Linked DNA regions of Mus musculus: region 1 is linked to region 2. A link is a contact called in public promoter capture Hi-C data. All regions are on one chromosome and are shown on one strand. Each heading gives the region's core, a stretch centred on a gene start, on an enhancer-like site or on the middle of the called end of the contact. The rest is flanking DNA. Distances are from core to core; before and after follow the strand shown. Region 1 overlaps Gm39050 (a long non-coding RNA gene). Region 2 holds the start of Omp (olfactory marker protein).

Evidence for each region. Promoter capture Hi-C pulls out the DNA fragments that hold promoters and counts their contacts.
Region 1: a promoter capture Hi-C map of embryonic stem cells shows a contact between it and region 2, with 2.8 times the contacts expected there. The contact joins the enhancer-like site here to the promoter of Omp in region 2. A contact is called at or near these places in 1 of 39 promoter capture datasets (embryonic stem cells), 1 of 15 datasets of contacts at CTCF or cohesin (large pre-B cells), 4 of 484 Hi-C or Micro-C datasets (the N1E-115 cell line, Sertoli cells, embryonic limb bud and 1 more), 11 of 115 datasets of contacts at active chromatin or transcription factors (the 230-238 cell line, bone marrow-derived macrophages, embryonic basal ganglia and 4 more) and 1 of 9 other capture datasets (liver).

What each region holds. Positions count from the first base shown.
Region 1 is chr7:97,755,142-97,760,592 of GRCm38.p6, reverse strand. Gm39050 (a long non-coding RNA gene) reads left to right here. Exons shown (of 3, transcript XR_869802.2): 3 at 795-1,269. Among named protein-coding and RNA genes, the nearest start is that of Aqp11, 20 kb to the right of the region's middle. Within about 2 kb of position 3,427, at least 116 of the 459 cell types and tissues checked have an H3K27ac peak or open chromatin away from gene starts, as enhancers often do. A contact at or near this core is called in the N1E-115 cell line, Sertoli cells, embryonic stem cells and 1 more, where this site is marked.
Region 2 is chr7:98,141,327-98,146,730 of GRCm38.p6, reverse strand. Omp (olfactory marker protein) reads left to right here and starts at 1,284. Exons shown (of 1, transcript NM_011010.2): 1 at 1,284-3,372. The coding sequence starts at 1,313. The coding sequence ends at 1,804. The region is part of intron 3 of Capn5 (calpain 5); the gene reads left to right.

The sequences.
Region 1 (5,451 bases), core at 2,178-4,677, 390 kb after region 2:
TTTTCACATGCAATGTGGCATGCATGCAGGTGCCCCCCCACCACCACATTTTTATATTATTTTTTATTAGCTATTTTTTTAATTTACATTTCAAATGTTATTCCCTTTCCTGGTTTCTCCTCTGAAACTCCCCTATCCCCCACCCCCATCCCCTGCTCACCAACCCACCCACTCCTGCTTCCTGGCCCTGGCATTCCCCTATACTGGGGTTTAGAACCTTCACAGGACCTAGGGCCTCTCCTCCCATTGATGACTGACTAGGCCATCCTCTGCTACATATGCAGCTAGAGCCTCAAGTCCCACCATGTGTTTTATTTGGCTGGTGGTTTAGTTCCCGGGAGCTCTGGGGGTACTGGTTAGTTCATATTGTTGTTCCTCTTATAGGGCTGCAAACCCCTTCAGCTCCTTGGGTACTTTCTCTAGCTCCTCCATTGGGGACCCTGTGCTCCGTCCAATGGATGAGCATCCACTTCTGTATTAGCCAGGCACTGGCAGAGCCTCTCAGGAGGCAGCTATATCAGGCTCCTGTCAGCAAGCACTTATTGGCATCTACCTCTTCGAGTTTGACAGGGTTTCTCTGTATAGCTTTGGCTGTCCTGGAACTCACTTTGTAGACCAGGGTGGCCTCGAACTCAGAAATCCGCCTGCCTCTGCCTCTGCCTCCCAAGTGCTGGGATTAAAAGTGTGCGCCACCACCGGCCAAAAAAACCAAGGTAATGTCCTCATTCTGTAAATTAACTTTGAGTTTTTACTTTTTTTTCTTTTCTTTTTCTTTTTTGTTTGTTTTTTAGTAGGAATGTCAAGTAGATTGCATCAATATGGCAGTGTGGTGGAAGAAGTGGAGAGGGAAGAGGAAGATGTCTTTCAGCTACTCACAGAATCAGAAACTATTCCCCCAGTGAGTCAGCAAAGTGGTTCACCTTCCTCAGATGCAAAAGAACACCCGCAGCTGCTCAGCGCTCTGCTCTGCTCGCTGTACCTGCCGAGGTGCCAGCTCAGGTGTGGGCAGTAATGAAAAGCATAAGCTCTCACCTCCCAGAAGCCCTTCCTTCCATGAGCTCACCGCTGCCTCCAGGTGTGATCGCTGCAGCCAGATGTGCTTCAGCCCCACTGTGGCCAGTGATGAAGCTGGAGAGCAGCAGGTGGCCAGAGCCAGGACTTGGATATCAGGAGTCAGGCTGAACTGTCCATGGAGCATCTCGGTTCTGCCTCTCCCATGCTTCCATTTCTTTTTTAATCTTTTCTTTCTTTTTTGTTTTTTTCTTTCCTCCCGTTCTCTCTCTCTCTCTCTCTCTCTCTCTCTCTCTCTCTCTCTCTCTCTCTCTCTCTCTCTCTCTCGTTTGGTTTGTCGTTGTTGTTGTTTTGAGACAGGATTTCTTTCCTTGTCTAGTCTTGGCTGTCCTGGAGCTCAGTTAGTACACCAGGCTGGCCTTGAACTCACAAAGATCCTACTGCCTCTGCCTCCTGAGTGCTGGGATAAAAGGCATGTGCCACCACGCTCCAGCTTCTATTTTTCATTTTAAAGTGTTAATGTGCTTTATTATTGTGAATGTGCATGGGGGAAGAGGGTCACATGCCACAGCAGGTGCCAGGTCAGAGCAGAACTTGCTGGAGTTGGTCCTCTCCTTTCAAAGCCTTTACAAAAGTTCCAAAGACTAAATTCAGGATTGGATGGCAAACACCTTTACCTGTTAACCATCTAGCTGGTCCCACACTACCATTTTATTATGAAGTCTTTAATCAACAACATTAGACAGGATTGTATAAAAGTACATATCTCCCATTTTCAACACTTACCAGGACTGCCTACCACCACACATGCACGTCTGCTTTATCCGAGTAGACATTTTAAGGTGAATCCCAGACCTCCTGTAATCTCCTCCCTCAATACTTCACATGCAGATATTCCTACACATCACAGCCAAGAAAATGCTTTAAAAACTCACAGTACTCCAGTGCATCTGTTTCTTAGCTTTTGCTTTCAGAAATCTAAAGAAGCCGGACGTGGTGGCACGCTCCTTTAATCCCAGCACTTGGGAGGCAGAGGCAGGCGGATTTCTGAGTTCGAGGCCAGCCTGGACTACAAAGTTAGTTCCAGAACAGCTAGGTTTATATAGAGAAACCCTGTCTCGGGAAAAAAAAAAAAATCTAAAGAAATGCCATTTTGTGACATCTTATTAAAATCAGGATTCAAACAAGGGTTCTTGCATGCATTTGAATATAATTTTTATTTATTTATCGTGTATGTGTTGGGGGAGGGGAGGCACACGAACCACATATGAATGTGGAGATCACAGAACAACTCTGTGGAGTGAGGTCCTTCCTTCCACCTTTCTGTGGGTTCAGGCAACTGAACTCAGGTTGCCAAGTATGTGTGGCAAGTGCCGTTACCCGACACCTGACGAGCCATCTCCGCAGCCCCAGCTTTTGAATTTTAAAATCTAGGACAATTCCCCTCATTCCACCTACATCCCTTGGTGTATTTGTTTCTTCTTGTGATGTTGATGCGATGATTAAACTAGTTCAGTTGCTTCATGGTCCACCTCATAGTCTGAATTTATCCACTTGTGTCTTTGTGCTGTCACTTAACCTCGAGCCTCTGGGGCTGAGAATGTAGGATACAGCTGGCAAGAAGGACAGACAGACAGACAGACAGACAAAAGAACGTGTGACTCTGCAGCAGTATAGGCTGGGTTTGGAAAGAGGCTGCAGAAGGGAGATCTCTAGTCCAAGAAACCAGGGAGCCTGTTGTGGGGTCATGGGCGAGGGTGGTTATAAGGCAGAAAGGGGAAAGGGAAGGTGCTGAAGATTTCACACTGTGTGGCCAGGTTGCCTAAGGGCCTAAAGAAATACGTGCAGTAAGGAGGCCTCTTGTGATTCCTGCACCTGGACCAGCCGGAACCCGGGGCAAGCCTTACATCATGGGTTACGTCACCTTATTGATCTCATTCCTAACAGACAATGGAAGAATTTCTTCTTGCCCAAACCTCCCAGTGGTTTGAACCAGAAGCTTTATAGTGGGATGATGGGAGAGCCGCAAGGACAAAGGCCAATTGTTGGCAATTGTTGGCCTCCCCTGAGCCAAGAGTGGTTTACAAAGCGATCTTTCTGAGGAGTCTGCCTGGGACTGATTGTACCGCGCATGTCAGGTGCTCTTACATAAGGCAGGGCCAGACCTCCCCCGCCCCCAGTCCCCATTTTGAAACCATCTTTCTCCTGCACCGTCCTCTTGAAAAGCCACCAGGACAACAGGAGGGGAAAGTGAACTTCTCCACCCGCTTCTTTCCTCACCCACCTTTTCATCCCCACATCCACTGGGATTTCTTTTGAGAGAAGGTTTTATTGTTTGGTTCTCTCAGGATCCCACCTCACAGGATCTTTGCGGGCTTTTCACAAATAAAACTGTGACTCACCCAGCCCTCTGCTGTGTTCAGCCCTGACAACGGCAGCTGTGTCACCGTCCTCCAGCCACCCAGGCAGACAGCAGAGAGCAGCCGGACTCTTTTCTCCACTGAGGCTGATATTTTCTCTAAATCAAACCACACCTCAGTTTGTTAAGAAATCAGTGGGACCAGAGAAGACAGTCCCTCTCGGCATGCAGCTTAGAAACGTAGAAAAAGCCAAGAATACTGGGGTCTTAGTATAAAACAAAACAACAATAAAACAAAACCAAAATTAAAAAAAAAAAATCCTCCTGTGACGTTATAGAGGGACGTTAGAACCGTTGCAGTATTGCCAGATTCTAGCATATATAAATGCCCACAGCTGGGAGCAAATGCATAGGAATGAAATTTATGAAACCATATCTACAGAGCCTCATGAACTGACATAAAATGCTATAGGCATTTCTCCGTTGCCTTGCGAGTGTGAGGACCTGAGTTTGATTCCCAGAGCCCATGTAAAAACGCCAAACATGGTGGCATGAGCCTGTGATCTCAGCGCTGGGAAGATAGACACAGGGATCTTTGTGGTTCCTGGGCTAGCCAGTTAGACGATTCTGTGAGTTCCAGGACAATGGAGACACGTTTCAAAGGAGGTAGACAGCTTTGCCCTCTGGCCTCTATAACTGCACACACACACACACACACACACACACACACACACACACACACACAGGTGCTCTATAGTATAAATCAAAAGGAGATTTCAGAGCAAAGAGTACGATTCCATTTTGGGGGACCAAGTACACACCTTTAATCCCAGCACTCAGGAGGCCGAGGCAGGTTGCTCTCTAGTCTCCAGAGTGAGTTCTAGGATACCAGGGCTACACAGAGAAAGTATCTAAAAAAAAAAAAATCCACTTTTGTTTTAAATATATACATGATTACAGATGCATATGCCTGCATATATTTAAAGACTAAAAAAAAAAAAACTGTCTGGAAAAATACAGGCTAAAGTTTTAATTTAAGCAGATTCCTCCCATAGAAAGAACACTGGGAAGTTTGCAACGGAAAGTTCACCTCTGCTTCATATACTTCTATATTTTTACATCTATTTTTAAAACCAACAAGGTAAAAAGAAAAAAAAAAAGAATAGTTAGATTGCTGTAAAGTAATTAAGACTGTATGCTGCACTTCCTGTGTGCCTGGCACGGGATGTGCACTTGACACGTGGACTCACTTGTTCCTTCAACATTCTGAAACACGAAGTACCCACGCTTGTGCCCCATGTTTGTGCCCAGAAGCCAGCCAGTGACTTGCCCAAAGCAATGTGGTGAGAGAGGGACAGAGCTGGAAATCAAACCAGACCTTTCTGACTGCCAAGCGCAAGCTCCTCCCACTGGCCGAGGACCACCCCTGCAGCGGGTCCTGGAGCACCATTTGGGCCAATTAACACACTGCCCTGTAGGTAGGTTTATTTTTAAACTTTACAGTGTGGAAATTTTCAAACATACACAGAAGAGTCAGGAAGTGATATAACGAACCACCAGTTATTTTAATGTTCTATTATGGCGTTATTATCCTGCATACATTATTTTTTTTAACTTTGATTATTTTGTGGGAAGGAGTGCACATGCTTATACATGTGGGTGGAACACTGGGTCTCCTCTTCCTGCGCTTTCTGCCTGCTGCTCTGCTGCTCCATGGTAGGATCTCTTCCTGACCCGGGAATTTCTCAGCTCTGCTGCGACCAGCAAGCCGCAGTGACCTGCCTGCCTCCGTTTCCCTCAGAGACAAGGTTATGATTGTCTTTGGATTCCTATTATTGTGATAAAACACCATGACCAAAAGCAACTTCAGGAGAAAAGGGTTTATTAGACCTACACATCACTGTGCATCACGGAGGATGTCGGAGCAGGAACTCAAGGCAAAAGCCTGGAGGCAGCGGCAGATGCAGGACCATGGAGAGATGCTGCTTACTGGCTTGCTCGCCATGGCTTGCTTGGCCTGCCCAAGGTGGCCACACCCACTCTAATCTGGATTCTCTCATATCAATCATCCACCAAGAAAA
Region 2 (5,404 bases), core at 35-2,534:
CCAGTACTCTACAAACAAAACAAAATAAAACAGTTTGCCGTGGTGACTCATACCTGTGAGCCCAGCACGTGGGAGGCTCAAGCAGGAGGGTTTCTGGGAGCCTGAGGCCAGCCTGGATGGCTACACAGTGCGGCCCTGCGCCAAACAACACAACACAAAACAAACACAAACAAACAAATAGAACAGAGCAGGCAAGTTGCCCATCGTGCATCATGGGGCTCTGTGCTGGTCATAACCCCAAACCCCGAGTGGTTCAGTTGACCTCCATCTGGCAATAGAATGTACTTCTGATCCCCTAGACCGTTCCAGTGGTTCCAGCTACTACACCTCACCCCATGCCTCTTTCGTGTGTGTGTGTGTGTGTGTGTGTGTGTGTGTGTGTGTGTGTGTGTGTGTGTGTGTGATGTTCCGAGACAGCAGCATCTCTGTCTCCACCACTCAGAGGCACTCACAGACTCCAGTTCTGCCATCTGTCCACATACACTGCCTGGGTTCCACCTCCCACTGACATTCCCTTGTAGGTCCCCAGCTTCTTCCCTGGCCTCACGTCTCCCACGGGAGGTGGAGGATCAGTTTAGGCGGAATGGCTGGTAGGATTTTGGTGGACGTGAGAGCCAATCCTGTGGCTATGTGGTTGGATCGATCAAACCACGGCCTCTGGGAGCCGAGCCAGCCGTCTGTCTGGCAGATGATTTGGGATTTGAGAGCTGCAGGTTCAGATGGGAGGTGACAGCTGGGCTGGGTCCTGATGGTGATAAAGGAGAGGGAGACACCAGGGCACCTGACAGGACCTGACAGGGGCTATGACAGAGTGGGGTGGGGGGTGCGGAGGAGGAGGCAACCATGGAAAGTTGGCTTGGCTGACTACAGAAAACTGAAATGTGTGCCACCGGTGCTACCCCGCCCTGCCACCTCTTTCCTGGACAGTCTTCGGTTACCTCCATGTGTCTATAACCTCACCTATCTCCCAACAGCCCTGTGGAGTATTCCATTCTTCACAAACAAGCAAAGCTCCAGCTTGCCACTACCACTGTAGTCAAGGTGGTTGCCACAGCAGTTGATATCAGTGCTCTGGTCCCCAGGGAGCCCATCACCCTCCAGCCTGCCTACAGCACAGCTTTACCAGTTAGGAGGCAGTTGGACACACACACTCCTGTGTCCCCTGTTCTGAGAACTGGGTGGGGCCAGAAAGGCTGGAAAGGGAGGCGGGCCTTCAGGTGGCCTCTTCTCTTGGCATCGGAGGATCCAGCCCACTTGATTCCCTGACGCTGGTGGTAGTGGTGGCAGTGGCAATCGCTGTAGCACTTGGGCCATGGCAGAGGATGGGCCGCAGAAGCAGCAGCTGGAGATGCCGCTGGTTCTGGACCAGGACCTGACCCAGCAGATGCGGCTCCGAGTAGAGAGCCTGAAGCAGCGTGGGGAGAAGAAGCAGGATGGTGAGAAGCTGATCCGGCCGGCTGAGTCCGTCTACCGCCTCGATTTCATCCAGCAGCAGAAGCTGCAGTTCGATCACTGGAACGTGGTTCTGGACAAGCCCGGCAAGGTCACCATCACGGGCACCTCGCAGAACTGGACGCCCGACCTCACCAACCTCATGACACGCCAGCTGCTGGACCCCGCCGCCATCTTCTGGCGCAAGGAAGACTCCGACGCCATGGATTGGAATGAGGCAGACGCCCTGGAGTTTGGGGAGCGCCTTTCTGATCTGGCCAAGATCCGCAAGGTCATGTATTTCCTCATCACCTTTGGCGAGGGCGTGGAGCCTGCCAACCTAAAGGCCTCTGTGGTGTTTAACCAGCTCTGATGACAGCCCTGGCTGCCCTACCCCTGGCCCCACCTCTCCCTTGCCTGGATCTCCTTCCTCATGTGTATTTTGGGGACATTCTTCTAGCTGCTCCTCCTGTGCTCATCTTGGCCAGAGTTCCCCCGAGTGCTACATCCCCTCCTTTTCCCTGGTGCCAGTGCTGCGGCTCACAGTGATGTCCCATGGCTCCGTAGTCTAGAAGCCGGATGCTGCTACTATAGACTGTAGAGGCCTTTTGGGTCCACGTGGGAAGATGGATGGGCCCCCTGTGGTGAAGAGCGGGACTGAGAGATAAAGAGACTGACCAAGAGATGCAAACGGCCAGCACTGATTCCTCCCTTCAGGGATGGGAGACTGAGACTGGACAGGAACACCTTCCGGGGAACCTGGCAAGAAGGCGTTTGCCCTGCTGGCCAAAGCTGGAGCCAGGAGGCGAATGCCCAGCCTCTGGCAGCAGGAAGGTTCTCCTCCCAGTGTCGGCAGCAGCCCGCTGTGACCTTAGGGCCTTCAAGACACTGGGCAGGATGACAGCGGGGCTTGATCTGACTGCTTTTCCAGGTCTGGGCCTGGTTTTTATGGAGAAGTGAGAGAGCGTGTAGAAACTGAAACAACTCTAGCCACCCACGCTCATATGGGTATTGAGAGATGGCATAACTATTTGTATGGATGTGGGCCTGAGGGCTAGTCCTGGTGAGGAGTAAGGCTAACTTTAGTTTAATTATTGAGCTGGTACTGGCTTGTGGACTTGGTGGAGGTGATCCTGACTGAGGCGTCCTTGGTGCAGTGCTTTTTGAACTGGGAGACTGAGACTCGAATGGTGTAGCAGAGTTAGAGGGGTCCAGGGCTCTGAGCTAGCAACAGTGATGTCCCTGTTAGGAAGGCTGGCATTTGCTGCTCGCTGGTGTTGTGCCCTGCTGTCACCCCCCTGGGCATATCCTGGCTGTTCTCCTGGAGTGCAGACCCCTAAGTAAGGCTTGGGTGGGGGCAGTTAGGATGCCTGACGTCTGAAGTGGGCTGGAGCTATCTGACTGTGATGCCTAAACTGACAGGAAAACGGTGGCACAGTTAGCAGGTTCAGCTCTACCCCAAGTCTCATTGTCCCTCGCCTTGCACATCCTGAAAGCCTTCCATTGCCTGTTACCTAGCATCAGCCAGAGGTACCTCAGCAGTGTCCCCTGACTGTCTCAAGGCTGCCTCCCTCGGGCATACTGAAGGTAGGATCTGTCCCAGCTGGTGAGCTGCCAGGACTGCAAACCCCAGCTCAGGTGCAGGATTCTGGAGGCAGGAGATAGGCTGTGGTACCGGTGTCTCTTGAGCCGGTGCCTCTGCTCCATAACATGCTTGCCGAAGCACTGGCCGGTGCTTCTGGACTCTGCTGACTCTAGGGAGCCACACCCAGACAGTGCCTCTGCCTTTCTGCTTCTCTTCCTGACCTCTCCCTACAGCTTTAGAGACCCCTTTGGTTCACACTGCCTGTGCCCCAACTCTGCCTCACTCGGATCCGTCTGCCCTGTGGGGACATGAGTGTCTCTGTTGTGCCTGTTTCACAATAAAGACTGTGTGCCCTCCCCTCTGTGGTGTGGTGTGTGTGCCTCCGTGGTGTGGTTTGCACATCTTGCTGCAAGCCCATAGCATCAGAATCCTTCTCTCATGGGCCCTGTAGCTCTGAGCAACTCCACCCTGCCAGCCTTGAGGATGAGGCCGAGCCATGAGATCTCTCATGAGGATTGAGTTTCACCTGTCAGCCAGGTTTCCTGGCTGCCCTGCAGGTACCAATCCTCTAGGGTATGAAAGAGCATGCTAAAGCTATGCTTGGGGCAGGGGAGTGTAGCGGGTAGGACTGATACTAATTTAGCTTGGTCTTGGTCACTGTTTGGCTGTGCCCTCTAGAAGCCCCTGACCTTCTCCTGGGCTTGACCTTCCAAATAGAGTCTGGTTCTGTGCTGCATCCTCTGATCTTGGCATTGGGGTAGCTGACAGTGGCATCACCTTAGCGCCCCACTGGTCTTTCAGGGTTCAGCCTGTATTTGGATAGGGACAGCTGAGGCCCAGTGGAGGAGGCCTCTATCCTGGGGCATGGAGGCGTGGACTGGGAGTTGAGCTTTCAGCTCCTGGACCTTTGATCTCACAACTGTGACCTCCTGTGGCGGGCTTGGGAAAGATACTCTCTCACATCTTCTGAGGACCCAGGTCTGTTTGGATGGCTTCCTACAGAGAAAGAGGTTCCTCATTAAAGCTGGGTTTCCAGAGGCTTCCATGGGTTGGCTTGCAAATGCCCTTAGCTTCCGTGTACTCCAAGGGGATGTCCTTCAGCTTTTGTTATATTACCCCTTACTCATAGCGTTCAGAGAAACCTCCCTAGGCTGCCTCCCCACGGCACGGCACAGGAGCCTCTGTGTTCTCATATGACCCTCCCCAAATGCCTCCATCCGTTGCATCCAGCCAGCCTTGAAGCTGCTGGCCTCTGAGAGGGGCAGAATTGAGAAGAGTCCAGCTTCCAGCCCCTGTGAACTGCAGTGGTCAGGCACAGTCCCCAGAATGCATACAGTGGATACGATCCATTTGCCATGGAAACCACTGGGAATCACGGAGCGAGGAGTCCTGCTATCCTGGACCCTCTGCCTGACAGAAAGCCAGTGTCTTTAGCTGTTCTGCCAGCCACTGACCTACTGTGTGGCCCCAGGAAACCTTTCTGGGCTGCTTTCCTCCCTGGTAGTAAGTGGTGCTCACTTTACTGGTTGCCAGGGAGATCCAATGAAGAATGTCAGTAAAGCTAACACCCAGGAAGTTGTTTGTTCTCCAGTGGCCTGCTGTTACCGTCCCAGGGACGCCTACAGACTCTATCATCTTGAGAGAAGGGTTGGAAGGTCTATTCACTGAACAGGAACTTAAGGTTCAGAGAGGTGAAGGGCATAGCCTGAGGCTGCACAGCAGGCTAATGCTGATGGCGGCAGGTGTTGTGAAGGGGAGAGTTCTCCCCACTATAATCAGGCTCAGATGTCCCAGCTGAAGGGATGGCTGACCATCACACTGTGCCTAAGAAGGGAAGACCAGCACTCTCCTGCCCTATGAGCATGAGTTGCTGTGGCCAGAGCAGTGTAGCCCACCCTGGGCTCTGGATGCACTGTTCCCGGGGCACAGGGATGGTTCATCCCTTCCTGGCCTCTCTATTCACTGAATCTGAATGTGAAATCAGAAGCTAAGACTTGAGGAGTCCTACGGCAGGGCCTGCTAAGTTCAGGACTCAAAAAGGCCTGGGTCTCACCTCACCCAACTCAGGCAACGCAGAATCCCCCTGGCAACCTTGACGTTTCATCAGGGTTGCTCAGAAATTCCCTAAGCCAGCCCTGGGGGTCTAAGGCAGGGATCTGAAAAGCTCCTGCCGGTCCCACATTCATCACACACGCTTTCACATTGCTCACACTACACACAGGGCCTGGGCAGTGCCACCCTCCCTGGACTCTTGACCCGTAAGGCTAGTTGTACACAGAGTTGGGTGCTGTCCAAGGGGGATTCCAGCCAGGTGCCTGAGCCTGAAAGCTTTCCAGGAAACTCAACACCAGGGGGCACAGTGGAGCACCCTCTCTGTGCTGAGTGATT